Linked DNA regions of Mus musculus: regions 1 and 2 are each linked to region 3. The links are chromatin contacts, called in public promoter capture Hi-C maps. All regions are on one chromosome and are shown on one strand. The core of a region is the stretch at or near the end of the contact, and the rest is flanking DNA. Distances in the headings are between cores, read along the strand shown. Region 1 overlaps Zbtb20 (zinc finger and BTB domain containing 20). Region 2 overlaps Zbtb20 (zinc finger and BTB domain containing 20). Region 3 holds the start of 4932412D23Rik (RIKEN cDNA 4932412D23 gene).

Region 1 (4,641 bases), core at 1,990-4,489, 200 kb after region 3:
TCTAATTGTCTGGTGGCAAATTCTAAGCACTTAATCATCCTACCTGGTAACTCTGGTACTGCCCAGAACACTGTACACCTGGGCTAGGGCCAGGGATCACAGGAATTGCTGGTTGTTTATTTGTCACCACATCACAAGAATGGACCCAGTTGACATCAACCTTGTAACTATTGCGTAGGACTGACTTTAGAGGGAATAAAATTTATGACTCTAGCCCAGATTGAAACTGACTAGTTAGAGACTCTGTGAGCGGTACCATTTTATCTGCCTAGCAGAAATGGTCTGCCCTGTCTCATTTTCTTTCCCTGGTGATGTAATAACAGTGTCTTCTGGAAGGATTAACAAGTAACTAACTATTTACTTAAGTGGCTGATAAATAACTCTAGTCTGTTAATAATTGTCCATGTGTTTCAGGTAGCTCTGCATAATCTAAGGCAGTCTTACATACCCCCCACCCTACATTGGTCAGTGTTTCCTTGATCTCCTTTTATGCCAGATCACTGTTAACATGAAGCAAATCACATAAATAAAAAATGTAAATATTTAAAATAATTCGTGAGTGTAATTTGTAAGTGATGCATGCTAATGAGTCTGAGCTGTCAGTCAGTGCTACATATATGTAAGTTTTCACTTCACAGTATGAAAGAATAAACATGACATAAATTTTATGTGTCGTGCTCTATTTTTTTAACACATGGTGGTGATAAATGCATCCGCTTGCACACAGTAGATGCTCAGTGAATCTTGCTGGTTTAGTGAATAAATTAGTCTGTACTAGATACAACAGATTTTCAGTCCTGAGTTGTTCTTGCTGTCATTTCACTCTGCATAATTTAAATAAGTTTTACTAAAATGATTAAAAATGTGTTATTGAATTACTGTGTAGATCCTAGAGTAATGGGATGACAACGACCCTGTGTGTACCCTGATGAGGAGACAGAGTGTGTTCTCTGTAGGCACACCTAGTGGAGTTGATGTGTGATTGAATTAATCTATTTCTCAAAGAAGAGATAGATTTACTACTTCCATATGGCACTTTGTAAAGTTTCTTTTACCTCTACCTTAACAATTGATATTTTATTACTATAAAAATAAAGTTTATAATCAACAGTTAGCTATTTATGAACCTAAGTAGAGTAAAATAGTTAATAATAGTTTTTAAATAGTTAATAAATACTCTTATTCAACAGATTTTAGATGTTAGATTCAAGGTCCAACGTCTTAGTTTTTATGTGTATATATTCTATTTTTATATCTTCATTGTCACTACCCTATGCACTTTAAATTATACACACTTGCATAATGTACAATTATCCTATACATTTAAAGATTCCATAAAATTTTAAATGTTTAAGGTATATCAGGAGTTGCAGAAAATACTAGTTTATATGGCTTGATATACATTACTTATTTTCTCTCATAAGACATTCAAATTTCTTATAATTTTTCAGTACCATACAATTATCTTCTATGTTTATTTATTTATTGTTTAATCTGTATATTGTGTACATGTTTGTAGGTTAGAACCTGAATCAAGGCACAGGTGTAAGTCAGAGGACGAACTAAGGAGTCAGTCCTTCTACCATATGGATTCCAAGGATCAAATTATGGTCTTTAGAAGTGGCAACAAATGTCTTGAGCCTTTTCACCAGCTCTAAATGTATCTTTTAACATAGATTTTTATCTGTTTCCAATAATATGAACAGATGCCTAGAACTAAACCTATTGAGAAAAAAATTCAAACTGACTTGTAAATACCTACATATGGCAACCTTCCAGAAGGTTCTTACCAATTCATGCTCACGTCAGTTTTATGTGTGATGCTATTTTATTGAGCTATCATAAAAATAATTACCTATGGACCCTTTGAGCAAAGTTTACTGACCTTATCATGTTGCTGTTAACAGCTAGGCTTAGATGTACATAAATACTTCATTTTCCATTCAGAAAGAATTATGAAACTTCTAGTTTGGAGAATTTAGCTTGTATCCTTTCTGTTCCAGTACATCTTCCATCTAAACTCAAGTGCGTTTGTTTGTTTATTTTCTCACATGTGATTGTCAGCTTCAGGCATTAAGCTGGGCTTGCATGGGGCTCTCTACCAGTCCCTGCTTCCCTAGCAGGTAGTCCAGGGTGTCAGGCTGAGGCACTGTGCAGTATGCCACATGTTTTGGAAGCAGTGCTTCTCATAGACTCAGTCTGCTAGTGATCTGTTGTACCAAAGTTAAAGGAGCATTCAAAGTTTTCTTTCTGCATTATTTTTGTGGACTGCTCTGTGGAAGCACTTTGTTGGCTCGCCAGTGTTCTAGCAGAGTGAGGGCAGATGAATCGGAGGAGTTCTGTCTCAGAGAGCAGCAGTCATTTGTATTAGCAAGGCATTAGGCCTGGAAGAACACCAAGAAAAAAATTCACTTGTATTTTCCTAGTCCTCTAGTGAGAACATTTCCATTGCAGAGGCCATGGTGAGTCTCAGTGGCTTGATGACACTGCTGAGATGCTGTGCGCATACATTCACATATATGAGTAGTACCTGTGGGAACATATGAAGATCAACGACTCCATCTTCCTTATACACTGCTGATCTGCACAAGTTGTATCAGTACAAATTCTGAATTTGGTTTGGTAAGTTAATTTCTGCTTACATGACATCTCTGATTTCCATTTCAGAGTTCTTGATAAATTGCAAGTCTCTTTGTGCCTCATAGCTGCACAGGTATGTATGTGAATTTCTTATAGCTATGCAAGTATATGTATTAACTGTTGAGTTACTACGTCTTGTTCATTAAAACTGCTTATGGATGTCATAATATGCAGTTGTTAATTTTTGATCATTTGTCTTATAAATATTGACAGTTCCAAAGAACTGTACTTTGTAACACATTGCATTGCATATCACTGTAAGAATCAGACACACATTTCTAAGATTTGATGAGGCAGAATAATTTTAATTACAAAGCATTCATCTGGTGAATTCGAGAGTACTTTATAGGACTGTGCTGGTAAAGCAACTGGCATCCGAGGTCAGGCCAGTGGAGAAGCACTGTCTTTGGCAGCTTTGTTTTATTATCAAACTTCTTTGATGTGCTTTAAGTTGTTTGTTTGTAAAGGTTGCTTTAGGTCAGGATGGCTGCATACCTACTCTCTTCTGCACTGTCTCAGTCACCAGATGAACCTGGACAGGGTGGGAGTGTTTGCACTGGTTTAAAATTTCAGCCATGCAGTGTTGTTGTTTCTGGGCAACATGCAGGAATTCAGCAAAGCTTGGTTGCACCTGCTCAGTTGTTGCTCACAGCTGTGTCATAGGAGGGGCAGCACAGTTAAGCTTGTTAGCAGTTTGCCTGTGCTGTGGCGTATCTATGTTTCATGTACTCTTGAGTTAGAAAGATAGGAGGTGTCGACTTTGGGCTATTAAACTGGGCCATTATAACACTCACTGGTTATAGTTTCAAATACTTTTACTTAATTCTTTTCTGTCTCAAATGCTCAAATATTTTTACTATATCTCAACTGCCTTAGATAATGTATATCTCATATAGTGTATCTCTGGAGAAAACCGTGTTGATAATTTTTCGTCCTAAGAGAGACATTTTGTGTTTGGCTTGATTTCACCATGTTGGCAGCCCCACTGTGTGGGGCTGGATGTAGTTATTGATCCATTTAGCTGAACAGATTTGAAAGCATTTGGCTATCAGTGGACACGTGGGGCCCATTCAGAAAGTGTAAGAGTATATTGTGAGGAGATATGACTTGTGCATGTGTCTCTCCTGCAGTTGGGGTTGAAGAAATGGGAAAAACCATGAAATTAAGGTATAAATTCTAGATGAGGGACTAACATACCCATGAAATGTTAAACCTGCTATATTATCATTTAATCAAATCTACCTTCTTGGTGTTTTTCCAGAGTTATTCGTAGTGCAATTCTGTTTCTTTTGTTAATAGCTTTATTTTTGTTCTGACAAACTAGGATATCTTTAAGAGATTTGAACTATTATTGAATTTATCATAGGCAAAGTTCTGTAAGTGAAATACAAACAGCTATAATTTTATATAAAGGTATTTAATTAATTTATTCACTTGTCCCAGATTCCTGATATTGAAAACTTGTTTGTATGGCTTGTAGTAGTCTCCTTAACAAACTAAAAATACTAGAATTTAATAACACAAATTTTAAGTCTTATAACTGCTGTATTTTTCCTGCTATTAGCACACATAGAATCTTTTTTTAAAAATAAAACATTATTATAATATGGCCTGAATTAACCTCTTGTCTTGGGGAATAGGAAACTAGAGACAGAGAATGTAGGGGCGTGCCTGTGCTCCTTACACAGTACCTTGTACAGAGCACTTGGTCAAGGCACGCTGGGTAGCATAAAGCAAGCCTGGCACTGGGGAAGCAGCCCTGTGGTCCCTGAAGGCATGATTCGTGAACAGTGATGGGCTTTACTTTACGATTCACATGGCCAGCTAGATGCTGAGAAGCCTTGTTGTTGAAAACAAGCTTAGATGTAAAAATCTCTTCATCTGCATTGTTAAAGATCAAGAATTACAATACCAGTATTTACTTTATATGAATATTTACTGACTACGTGCAAAATATTTTTATTCTCCCCATTATACATTTAAAGGCCGAGGCATCCATAC
Region 2 (4,903 bases), core at 1,105-3,604, 260 kb after region 3:
AGATAAAATACCGTTCAGAATCCATAAAGTTAGCTAGTCTGACTACTAGAAAAAATTAAAATGAATGCATTACATTCAACTCAGCAAGATGGGTGCAGGAAAAAATAACAAGAATCTGCAAAACAGGAAGGAGAATTTTGTTAAAATAATTTTGTAAATTATAAATAAGAAAATTAAAGAGGATACATTAATAATTCAGAATTTATTTTCTTTTTAAGAGAATAAAAAGCTAAACAATCTAGTATCAGTTGACAATTACTAAATTATAAAAAACACCTACAAATACATAAAAGTAAAAAGAGAGTGGAGAATTAACTCAAGAAATGAATTAAGTTTAAGCTTAATATAACATTTTCTTTAGATTAAGTTAAAACTTTCAGTTTAAATTCAGATAAGTGAATTTACATAAATAAAAATCACCAAAGAGCTACAAAATAAGTAAGAAATTCATGTTGAAGAACTACCACCAAATATATATGTACCTGTATATATACATACTATGGCATGTACGTGTGTGCATATGTGTGTGAGTGAGTGTGAAAAGAGTGAGCTGTCCTTCACAGCTCCCTTTAGGATGCAGTGTCATTACACATAGAACAATATGGTCTTCTTCCTACCTGTTTGTTTTGCTCATGGTTGTGACAGTGGCAGAGCCCGTTTTCTGCTAACTATATGAGCATTGTTATATAGAGGAGGTTTGGAGGCTCTCGCCTAGTGTTTGCTAGGTTAGAGGAGGAAGTGATTATCAGTACCAGCTATGGTCGTGCATAAATTTCTTGATCATTAAGTTTTGTTTAATTTAGAAGAACATAATCTATAACCTAGAGATAACTACTGTCTTTGAAAACTACCATAGTGTGAAATATAAAATTATACTTTTACTTAATGATAAACATTGTCTTCTTTGAGTGGCACTTAAAATTGAGAAAATATTTAAAACCGACCATACTTGTATAACTCAGCATATTTATGTTAGCTATAATTAAGAAATAAAGAACAAGCCATACAGTAGTGGCTCACACCTTCAATCCCAGCACTGGTGTGTCAGTGATAGGTGGATTTCTGAGTTCAAGGCCAGCATGGGCTACAGAGTAAGACCCAGGATAGCCAGGGTTACACAAAGAAACCCTGTCTTGAAAAACAAAACAAAATAAAGCAAAACAAACAAACAAAAAGAACAAATAACAAAAATTAGTTTATACAGTCATGAGTAAGATAAGTGGTTTGCCTTTATTTTCAATTTTAGAAGCATTTTGGTTATATCTAATCATGGTTAAGGATAAAATATGTCCAAGATATTGTTTATGTTCAAAATATTGAACTAGTTTCTTTGTAGTCAGTTTTATTTTGAATATATAAACAGTTGTATAGAAATAAATTATATAAAGTTTCAAAGATTGCTTAAGTTGAATATGCAGGACAAAACCTCAGGGTCTTATACTTAAAGGGAATATTGATTTATGTTAAATTTTAAAGGAATTGATTAGATTATCCATGTTGCCTGGTTAACACAGCAGTCTTGTGCTCTTGCCACAGATTGCCTTTAAAAAAACGCAGTGAGGGTTTTCCTAGGGAGCCAGTGCCTCTGAGTTCTTATGACACATGTATTTTTTTAACATCAAATTTAATATTTTGACAACATATGAACCACATGCGAGTACTTTGTCTACAGGTTTTCTGTTGGGCAGGTGCCATCTGTGGTTGTGAAGCCAAGTGTTCTTCTGGGGCAGAATAATCGAATCAGAGTTAATGGGGTGACCATCTAAGCAGGGCTCTTTGTCATTAAGGTCCACTCTTGTGATAGTAGCACATTATCCCACTGATTGGATTTGTAGGAAGGCATCCACCTGTGGCCCATGTTGGCAGACAAGAGACTGACTGCAGAGGCAGCCCCGGCGAAGGAGAAGCAGGGGGTAGCTGTCCTGGGCAGCAGAGGCTTTGGCTGGAAAGCCACACTTGCAGGATGGCTTAAGCAATACAAGTAGGTGCGTGACTCCCATGGTATTTGGTTCATGTAGGTCCCAAAATAAAGCAACCAAAAGCAGAGGGTTAGATTCTGTGGCATTGGAAAGGAAGGATTTATCTTGAACAAGTGAAAAGCAAAAGCCTGGGGAGACCCACAGCCAGCTGATGAGACAAGATTTAAGCACATGGAGCCCTTTACCTCCATCTCAGGGATGATTTTCTGTTTGGATGAGAGCTATTGTAAGAATTTCCATGTCTGTTGGGGGCACTGAAGTTCTCACAGACTATGGTAAACACAATTTGGCTCACACGCTCTCATAATCAGGCTGACTTGCAGTGAAACAGAGAGTGCTCTATAGCTGTGCCAGGCCTCTAGCAGTACCAACTGTTAAATAATAAACAGGCCCTGTTTGTTGGCAGCCTCTTCCCCTCCTGCCAACACGGAGTGCCCATTTTCTGGGTTTACCTGCCCGCATGTGTTCAGACACTCAGAACAGTGTGTGTGTTGTGTGAGGCAGTGATGGCGTGAACAAATCAGTCTACATCTAATCTGCTTAGTTTATTATTCCCTCAGGACATCGGGTAAGCTAGCAGACATGCAGGGCTTGGGCAGCACAAACAATGGCCGTGCTGTTGTTCTAGATAATGTTACAGGCTTTGAAGAGGGCACTAGCTAATTGTTTTTCTTACGTTTATTTTCTCTTCCTGTTCTTTTTGTATTGGTTTGGTGGAGTATGGATTAGGGAAAATGAGAATGAATCTGCCAATGAGATACTTTACCTCAGGAAGTTAGAAAGTATCTGGGCTGGTTATGTTATTTCACTGGCAAGATGTCTTTGTTTAATGTGCATTGAGTAGTGAGTCATTCTGGAAGTACTTTCTCAAGTCCCACAAGGTACAGATAACCCCAGAGAAGATGCCCACACTTGGCTCAGTGGGTGTGTCACACTATAACTAAAGCATCAAAGTCCATGGTGAGGTCAGACTTCTTCCCTATACCATCACTAAGTGCTATGGAAGGGCAGTGTAAGTAAGATCCAGTTGGAAGCAGTATCCACCTAGTCTCCTTCATGCTCCAACCACCACCTCCCTTTCTCTGAAGGAAAGATTCCTACATGTCCTCTATACAGTCACTGTGATGTTCTTCTCCCAGGAAAAGTCCCTTGATAATGTTAGTTTTACAATGCTGCTTTGGCCAAATGAATTTCATATGTTTCACAGATGTAGTGCTCAAAAATAGACTCTTAAAATTCCCACACCCTCTTCAACCCCAGCAAAGCCACGATGCTCATCGCTAGGAGTAAGCTTTGTATGTTTAGGCCTAAGTGACACATTTAAGTGGAGTTCCTAAGCAGCATGAAGGGTAACTATGAAGCAAAAGATATTCATTCATTCATTCATTTCCCCCCCCCCCAACCGCCTTTCTTCTTTCTCATAAGTTAAGTGAAAAGAAAGACCTTAACTTTCTTCTAATGGCAATATCATTATGAAAAATAGCCTTTGTTAGACGTTTCTATTATAATCCATTTGTTTAAAATTGTCATTCACATTCCCTTGTAATGATGGTTCCCACATGATGAAGCTCTTCGTTGATTGGGAGAGCAAAACCATTTGCTTGCATGAAATGAAATTTCATTCTCAGATCACTAAATACGGGCTACACTGTGGAGTAATCATTCAGTCTTTTTGACTAGGATATTTTTAGATCAAAAGTAAATAGTTGGATGACAGGCTCTGGTGACAGCACAGTCTGTGGAGGTTCAGAGTGTTGGGCTGTGATATCCAACCCAGTCTTCTCTGGATTTATCCCTCAACAGTATGCAGTGGAAGCTAACTTTTATTTCTTTTCATTAAAAACTCAAGGACCTCTTTTCTCACTATCTTTTGAAAAAGACCTTGCTAATTCAGCCTAAAACTTGTAGTTCTCCTTAAATTTACATTTATTTTGAGAATTAATTTTTAAAATCTTACCAGTATATTCTCAGTACTAGGCTGGAACCCTGAGCCTCTTGCATGCAGAGCTCTTCCTGTGAGTTATCTCTCCTCCCTATATTCGGTCTGCTCTTGACCATGGTGACCTATACAGCATTCACCTGGAATGGTTCAAAGAATGGCACAAAATTCATAGGGAAATAGTTAATTAAGGAAGGGGGAGGGCAAGCCTAGACCCCCTAACTGAGGAGCTTTTGTCCTTAATGGCTTCCAGCACATGGGGAGTCAGTTTTCACTAAAGATGTGGCTTCTGACTTGTGGGCCTGTGAATGGCCTGACAACCCTGAGTATGTGGGCGGCATGAATTGGATAAGGCGAGGTAGTTATAAATGCATATTTGAGAAAAATGAATCAAACTTGGAAGGGTTTGGGGAAGTATGGTTTGGATCTGGGTGGATCAAAAAGCATTGTAGAAAATTATTAATGAATTAATAAAAATATTTGTGAAGTGAGTGGCACTCTATGACAAGGAATTGGGTTTACTGTTAGGTTACTATTAGTAAGTGGCACTCTACGGCAATGAGTTGGGTTTACTGTTAGTTTGCTATTAGTAAGTGGCACTCTATGGCAATGAGTTGGGTATACTGTTACTTTCCTGCTGTAGCTTCATTCTTCTTGTGATAATGTTTTCAAAAGTGTCATCCAATCAAATTAGGGCCAGATTAATTTGTCTTTATATAAATCAATGTTTTATTCTTTTCTACTTGGCCTTCCAACCTACAGGCCTCAGAACTCCACCAAACCCCTGAATGGGAGTAGTCCCTAATAGAGTACTTCTCCAGCCCCAAGCTCAGGAGCGTTCCTGAGTTCCAATGTCTAATTTGCTGTGAACAGAAAGGGAGATGCCACAAGTTTTTCGGATCGTCTCTCAATGAATAAATAAGGTCAAAGAACAGCGTTTGTGTTGTGATCGGATATGTAGGCATGCATGTTTGTAGGTACACAT
Region 3 (5,102 bases), core at 500-2,999:
TCATAATCCTCACATTTACAAAACACTGCAAAGTATCTTTAAAAATTTATGAGAAATGATAAGAATTTGAAGTAGTCATTTCTTCTTAAAGTTATGGGGTTAAGTAGTTGCCCACTTTTGTTAAATTTTACTTAATTTTCTCACGTGAAGCTGATTGTTCTGCACAGACTATTTCCTGTAAAACTTTTACTTAGAGTTTATACACAAATTTAAATCCACACTCGGTAGCACTTTTTACTTTGAACATCCTTCAGTTCTCTTATATTTTAAGCAATTTCTAGATTCTGATAGCCACACCCATAATCTTCAGAAAGGCCCTAATGTACTAATGAAGTCAAGGCCTTGTGCTATTTTTTTTTTTTAAGTCAGGGCTAATTTTGTTTTGCTTATGGTCTGCCAGACTTCTACTTAGTCAAAGCAAACATTTGGTGTTCAAAGTATTTAGTGTGTGTCAAGGAAACCTACGTGAAATCCAGGCTTAAACTTACTTCAAGTCTACCAGAATCTATTTTTCAAGTCTATAATCTATAAGATTATTTTCTGTATTAATAACCAATACTACAAATACAGTTTCTTTGTATGGTTGGTGTTTCTGACAAATCCCTTTCGTGACAAATTAAGCTCCTTAAAAAGTATTAGTTCTTATTTTGGCAGGAATTCTTTTTCTTTGTAGAGTGAAAAGCCATTCTTTTTTCCATCTTAGTCCTTTTAAGGAATTCTTTTCAGGAATCTATCCTTGGCTTCCTGCTGGCCTCAGGCCTCACCCCCTTCCTCCTCCACCCCGCCCTTGCCTGACCAGTATTTGTTAGAATTTGGCTCTGGGGAGTACTATGCTGAGTGACAAATGGATGAAGATGAAGGTTTTATTGAAGCATCTGAACTGCATTTAATTTTCCGTGTTGCTTTATTCCTTCTAGCTCCCAGGATATTGAATTTTGTGGGCTTCAGTTGGGTCGTCAGTACTTCAGGCGTTTAGTAATAAGAAACATAATCTGCTTTTTCCGGTAGGATAATAAATCCTCATTGATATTAAGGGCGGCTCTCTGCAGACGGTTTTACACGGTATTTTTCTGTAGAAACACATTCCCTGGGAGTCCTAAAACTGCTCCCGCCTCTCTGTCTCCCTGGGCCTCAGGTCGCCTCCCGCCCAGCGGTCCCTCCCACCGCCAGGATCCTGCTCGCTAGGACATCCACTGCCCGTGACCACGACACCCCTCCTCCCTGCACTGAACCCCTTCCCTCCCCTCCCCCTCTGGGCGAGCCAGACAGCGGGTAACCGCCGCCTCCGCTGGGGCATCCCGGCTCCATAGGCGGCGCGCGGCAGACACCTGCTTCTCACTGGCCGCCGCCGCTGCCCCTCACCCCGCAGTCCCCGCGACAATTGGCCCCGGGCCGCCGCCCGTCATCCTCTAGCCCCTCTTGGAGTCCCGCCTCTATCCTCGGGTCATTTAAGTTTATCACAAATAAATAAATAAAGGAGGAAATAGAAATGCGTAGAAAGTAAAAGCAGTCAGGAGGGGGCGGGGACGTGGATGAAAAGGAGGGTGGGGAAGTGGAGGAGTAAACAACCAAACTTGATCGTGCCTATACTGACCAATCACCGATCACTACAGTCCGGTCTGACGGCCTCTGTCGACCAATAGTTTCCCAGCTCTTGGATCACTGAATAACCAGAGACAGCTGGCCTCTCTACACAGGGCGCTGGTGGGCGGGAAGAGTTGAGAACATTGACCAATAGACTGTTAAAACTGCTCTGAGTGAAGTTTCCGCTCACCAGTTGATGCTTGAGATAGCGGATTGGGTGTCTCCTAGGCCAATCAAAGATGACAGAGATGAGAGAAGGGGCAGTTAGGGGAGGAGCCGCGGAGGGGAGGAGGAAGAGTGCATTTTGTTTATGGGCGGCAACCTCACGAGGGCTGTCCAAACGCTATTGGTCAGCTGAAGCAGCGAGTGGCATGCGAGCCGCCCAATAGTAGGACAAGGTAGAGGTTCGCGGCTTCGGGCGCCCAATGTGGGCCTTCTGCCGAAGAAGTAGGGGCGGGGGGAAGTTTAGGAGTTGAGGAAAGAAGATTAAAGAGCGCGAGGAGGTAACGCCAAAAACTCTAATTTGTTGTGGGGCGGGCGGGAGGGAGGGGTGTGTGCGTGCGGAGCGCGGCCGGGCGTCTACGAGTCGCGGGGAGTCGGGGGTGACGGGCCGCCGAGGAGGGGGCGGGGTGGGGCCGTGGCGCGAGTTCCGAGCCGCAGCCCGGGGCTTCTGCCCCGCCCCGCCCCGCGCGCCCTCCCGCCGCCCCTCCTCGCGCCCGCCCGGCGGCCTCGCGCGACCCTGCGGGGAGGGTCCGCCGCTGGCCCGGGCGGGGCGTCCGGTCGTTGCCACTGCGTCTAGTCTCTCCTCCCCGCTTCTGGAGTCGCGGCTTCCCAGAAGAGGAGCTGAGGGGCACCGGCCGGGGCTCCGGAGCTGTTGGCGGCGCCGGCTCCCGCCCCTCTCCTCTCCCTCCCTCCGCCCTCCCAGTCGCTTTCCTCCCGCGCAGAGAACTGGCTTCGGAGAACCCGGGCTTGGGCGCGTAGCCCAGCCTGCCTTGCTCTCACCCGTAGACAGGGGGGCTTGGCAAGGATTGAACCCTGTCCTCCTCTCTTTAGCCTTTGGGCCCCTTCCGAAACATTAAAAAAAAAAAAAAAAGTTAACGCTCTCTCATACCTTGAGACATAAAACAAAACAAAACAAAATAACAAAACCTACCCCATCCCCAAATACAGGAGTATGGTTTTGAAGTTCATTCAAATGTGGTCCTCTAATTGTTTTAATGCTTTTCCCTGTGTGGGGGGCTCTCAGTGTCCCCCTTCAGCCCCTCCCCTTCCTAAGGATGCAGAAGAGGCAGGAGGCAGGGATTTCGTAAAAGTTGTATTGATAAACACACTTGCACAAGCATATGCTAGGCACACACACAGACTATAAACATTAGCGAAAAACACAATATGGCGTACAGCTACGCTACCTAGCTCGGTAATCTGATGATCTCTTACTCCGAACCGGGTCAAATCAGGTCTGAAGAAGCAAGACAGTTCTCCAGCAGAAATCTGAATGGCATGGGAAAACATTTGGAAGCCTGCACCTGATGGTATAGTCCTCAGAATCATTGGCCCAGATTTAAGTTGAACATGTTACCTTTTTAGACAGTGAAATTTACTATTTTTTAAACACACACACACACACACACACACACACACACACACACCAGAATGTTACTAAAGTGGACTTTTCTCACTTTGGTATTTTCTGCTATAAAAAATTTCAGCGTATACAGTGATTTCAAGTGAACAGTGTTCCAAGTTACTGCTGCAACTTGTTGCCATTGAAAAACTTAGAACATCCAAATACTAGTTTATGGAAAAATAGTGTGAGCTCTCAATTCAAGGAATCAATGGCTAGTTAACGCTCTCACAGGATTTACTGGGATTCCTGGTTTAGCTTCTTGTCTCAAGGACATTTTTCTATATTGTGGGAATAGACCCCAACCCTCTGACCCTCTCCACAAATGACTATGTCAGGATCTGACTACGTTTTGTATTTTTGCGTTACAGTTAGGTTTGACTTGACTTCTAGGGAAAGTAGATGAAACAAACCAACAAACAACTCGCTTATTCTCTCAGATCCTTGCTCGTTAGAATTCCTAATAAATCGTCAGAGTGCCCACGCAGGTAGGACATGGTGGTACTCCAGCATCTCTTGAATCCTCCCAAGAAACTTGGTTTTAGAATTGTTGAAGAACCACAGATGGTTCTGTTCAGTTGCTCTAGTGTAAAAGCCTAAGATTGGGGTTCTGAATTCCATTGAATTCCATTTGCAGAACTTTGTGTCTGAGGTCAAACGGTGCTGAAATAAACCTGTGAGGAGAAGAAATTGGAGTTTTCTGGAAGTCTCTGAGCTGCCCAGAGAGTGAGGCAATCAGGCATTGGGGCTTTGATTCAGGTCTTAGATGACAGAAGTACAAGCATTTCAGCTATGAAGAGCAGGTTGACAGGTATACCCCCACCAGGCTCCAGAGCAATAATGCCTTTTCCTGATGACCTTCTAGTGTTTATTAGGTTAGAAAAAAAAGCTTAAAAATGATTAAATTTTATCCATGTTCTGGAAGCTGTCTTTGTTTGTCTGCCTAGGTAGGCCAGCATTTTGGGATTCTCACTATACCAAGATCCTGAGTTTATTGACTAGGTAATGAGGCAAAGAGTATGTTTTTTACTTGAGGGCAATGCTGGGGGTGGGTGTTTAGATCGGTTAGATATGGTGTTGACTCTGACACCTAGTTAGGTGGCAAGGCTTTGGGACATATAGCGTACTCCTGTTTGCCTGTATGACTTTGACTGATTGATAAAGGAAAAAGATAGAAGAGCAAAGCCTTTTCAAGTGAGTTGTTTTTGTGTCATTTCTGCAGATTTTCAGAAGACTTTTGAGACAAACTAAGCTTCCCAGATAAAAGCCTAGACTGAATAACTAGGCCATTTAAAAGAGCAATAAAAGCTACAACTAAATTCCTGTAAATGATTTACAACATAAATGAATTTTAAATTATTTCAGATATGGAAGGGAAGTTTTATTTTCTGAAATAGTCATGGCAACATCACCAGCAGTTCTGGATACTTGGGATGGAACAGTGACGCGAGGGGGAAATTGTTGGTCTCTGTGGAGCTTAAGTCATTAGGTAATGGACTTTGTCTACTCCTCATTGCTAAGAGATTATTATTTTTTAATTAAACAATCCAGCAGCTTTCGTGTTTTACAAACTAGATTTTAAAGAAGTTACCAAGTTTGAAGGTATAGAATGTGTTTATGATTACAAGACAATCTGAAAACTTTTATTTAAATAATTTATACTCTTTGTTTTTGTGAAATGTTTTCATAAAATTTCAGAAAAATCATTGATACATAGGGGCTTTAAATTCTTATTTTTATCATATGTTTGGAATAAATAAAATGATGCTTTACAGTAAAATCTTGTGTTTTCACATTAACTGTAAAATTTCTATGTGGCATTGTCCTACTAGCAAAACTGATAAACCCATTAGCTCACTAACACACGTTAATTTTTGTGTAGGATTTACTTTAG

The links. Promoter capture Hi-C pulls out the DNA fragments that hold promoters and counts their contacts.
Region 1: a contact with region 3 is called in a promoter capture Hi-C map of hippocampal neurons, with 5 times the contacts expected there. The contact joins the enhancer-like site here to the promoter of 4932412D23Rik in region 3. A contact is called at or near these places in 3 of 39 promoter capture datasets (hippocampal neurons and liver) and 1 of 484 Hi-C or Micro-C datasets (muscle stem cells).
Region 2: a promoter capture Hi-C map of liver shows a contact between it and region 3, with 3 times the contacts expected there. The contact joins the enhancer-like site here to the promoter of 4932412D23Rik in region 3. A contact is called at or near these places in 8 of 39 promoter capture datasets (3T3-L1-derived adipocytes, cranial neural crest, frontonasal cranial neural crest and 4 more), 1 of 115 datasets of contacts at active chromatin or transcription factors (bone marrow-derived macrophages) and 1 of 9 other capture datasets (pancreatic islet).

What each region holds. Positions count from the first base shown.
Region 1 is chr16:43,069,757-43,074,397 of GRCm38.p6, forward strand. The region is part of intron 2 of Zbtb20 (zinc finger and BTB domain containing 20); the gene reads left to right. Among named protein-coding and RNA genes, the nearest start is that of Gm25873, 54 kb to the right of the region's middle. Within about 2 kb of position 3,240, at least 30 of the 459 cell types and tissues checked have an H3K27ac peak or open chromatin away from gene starts, as enhancers often do. A contact at or near this core is called in hippocampal neurons, liver and muscle stem cells, where this site is marked.
Region 2 is chr16:43,128,382-43,133,284 of GRCm38.p6, forward strand. The region is part of intron 2 of Zbtb20 (zinc finger and BTB domain containing 20); the gene reads left to right. Among named protein-coding and RNA genes, the nearest start is that of Gm25873, 4.6 kb to the left of the region's middle. Within about 2 kb of position 2,355, at least 73 of the 459 cell types and tissues checked have an H3K27ac peak or open chromatin away from gene starts, as enhancers often do. A contact at or near this core is called in liver and pancreatic islet, where this site is marked.
Region 3 is chr16:42,873,838-42,878,939 of GRCm38.p6, forward strand. It overlaps 4932412D23Rik (RIKEN cDNA 4932412D23 gene), which reads right to left and starts at 1,750. Exons shown (of 4, transcript NR_040521.1): 1 at 1,595-1,750. It also overlaps a transcript of Zbtb20 not described here.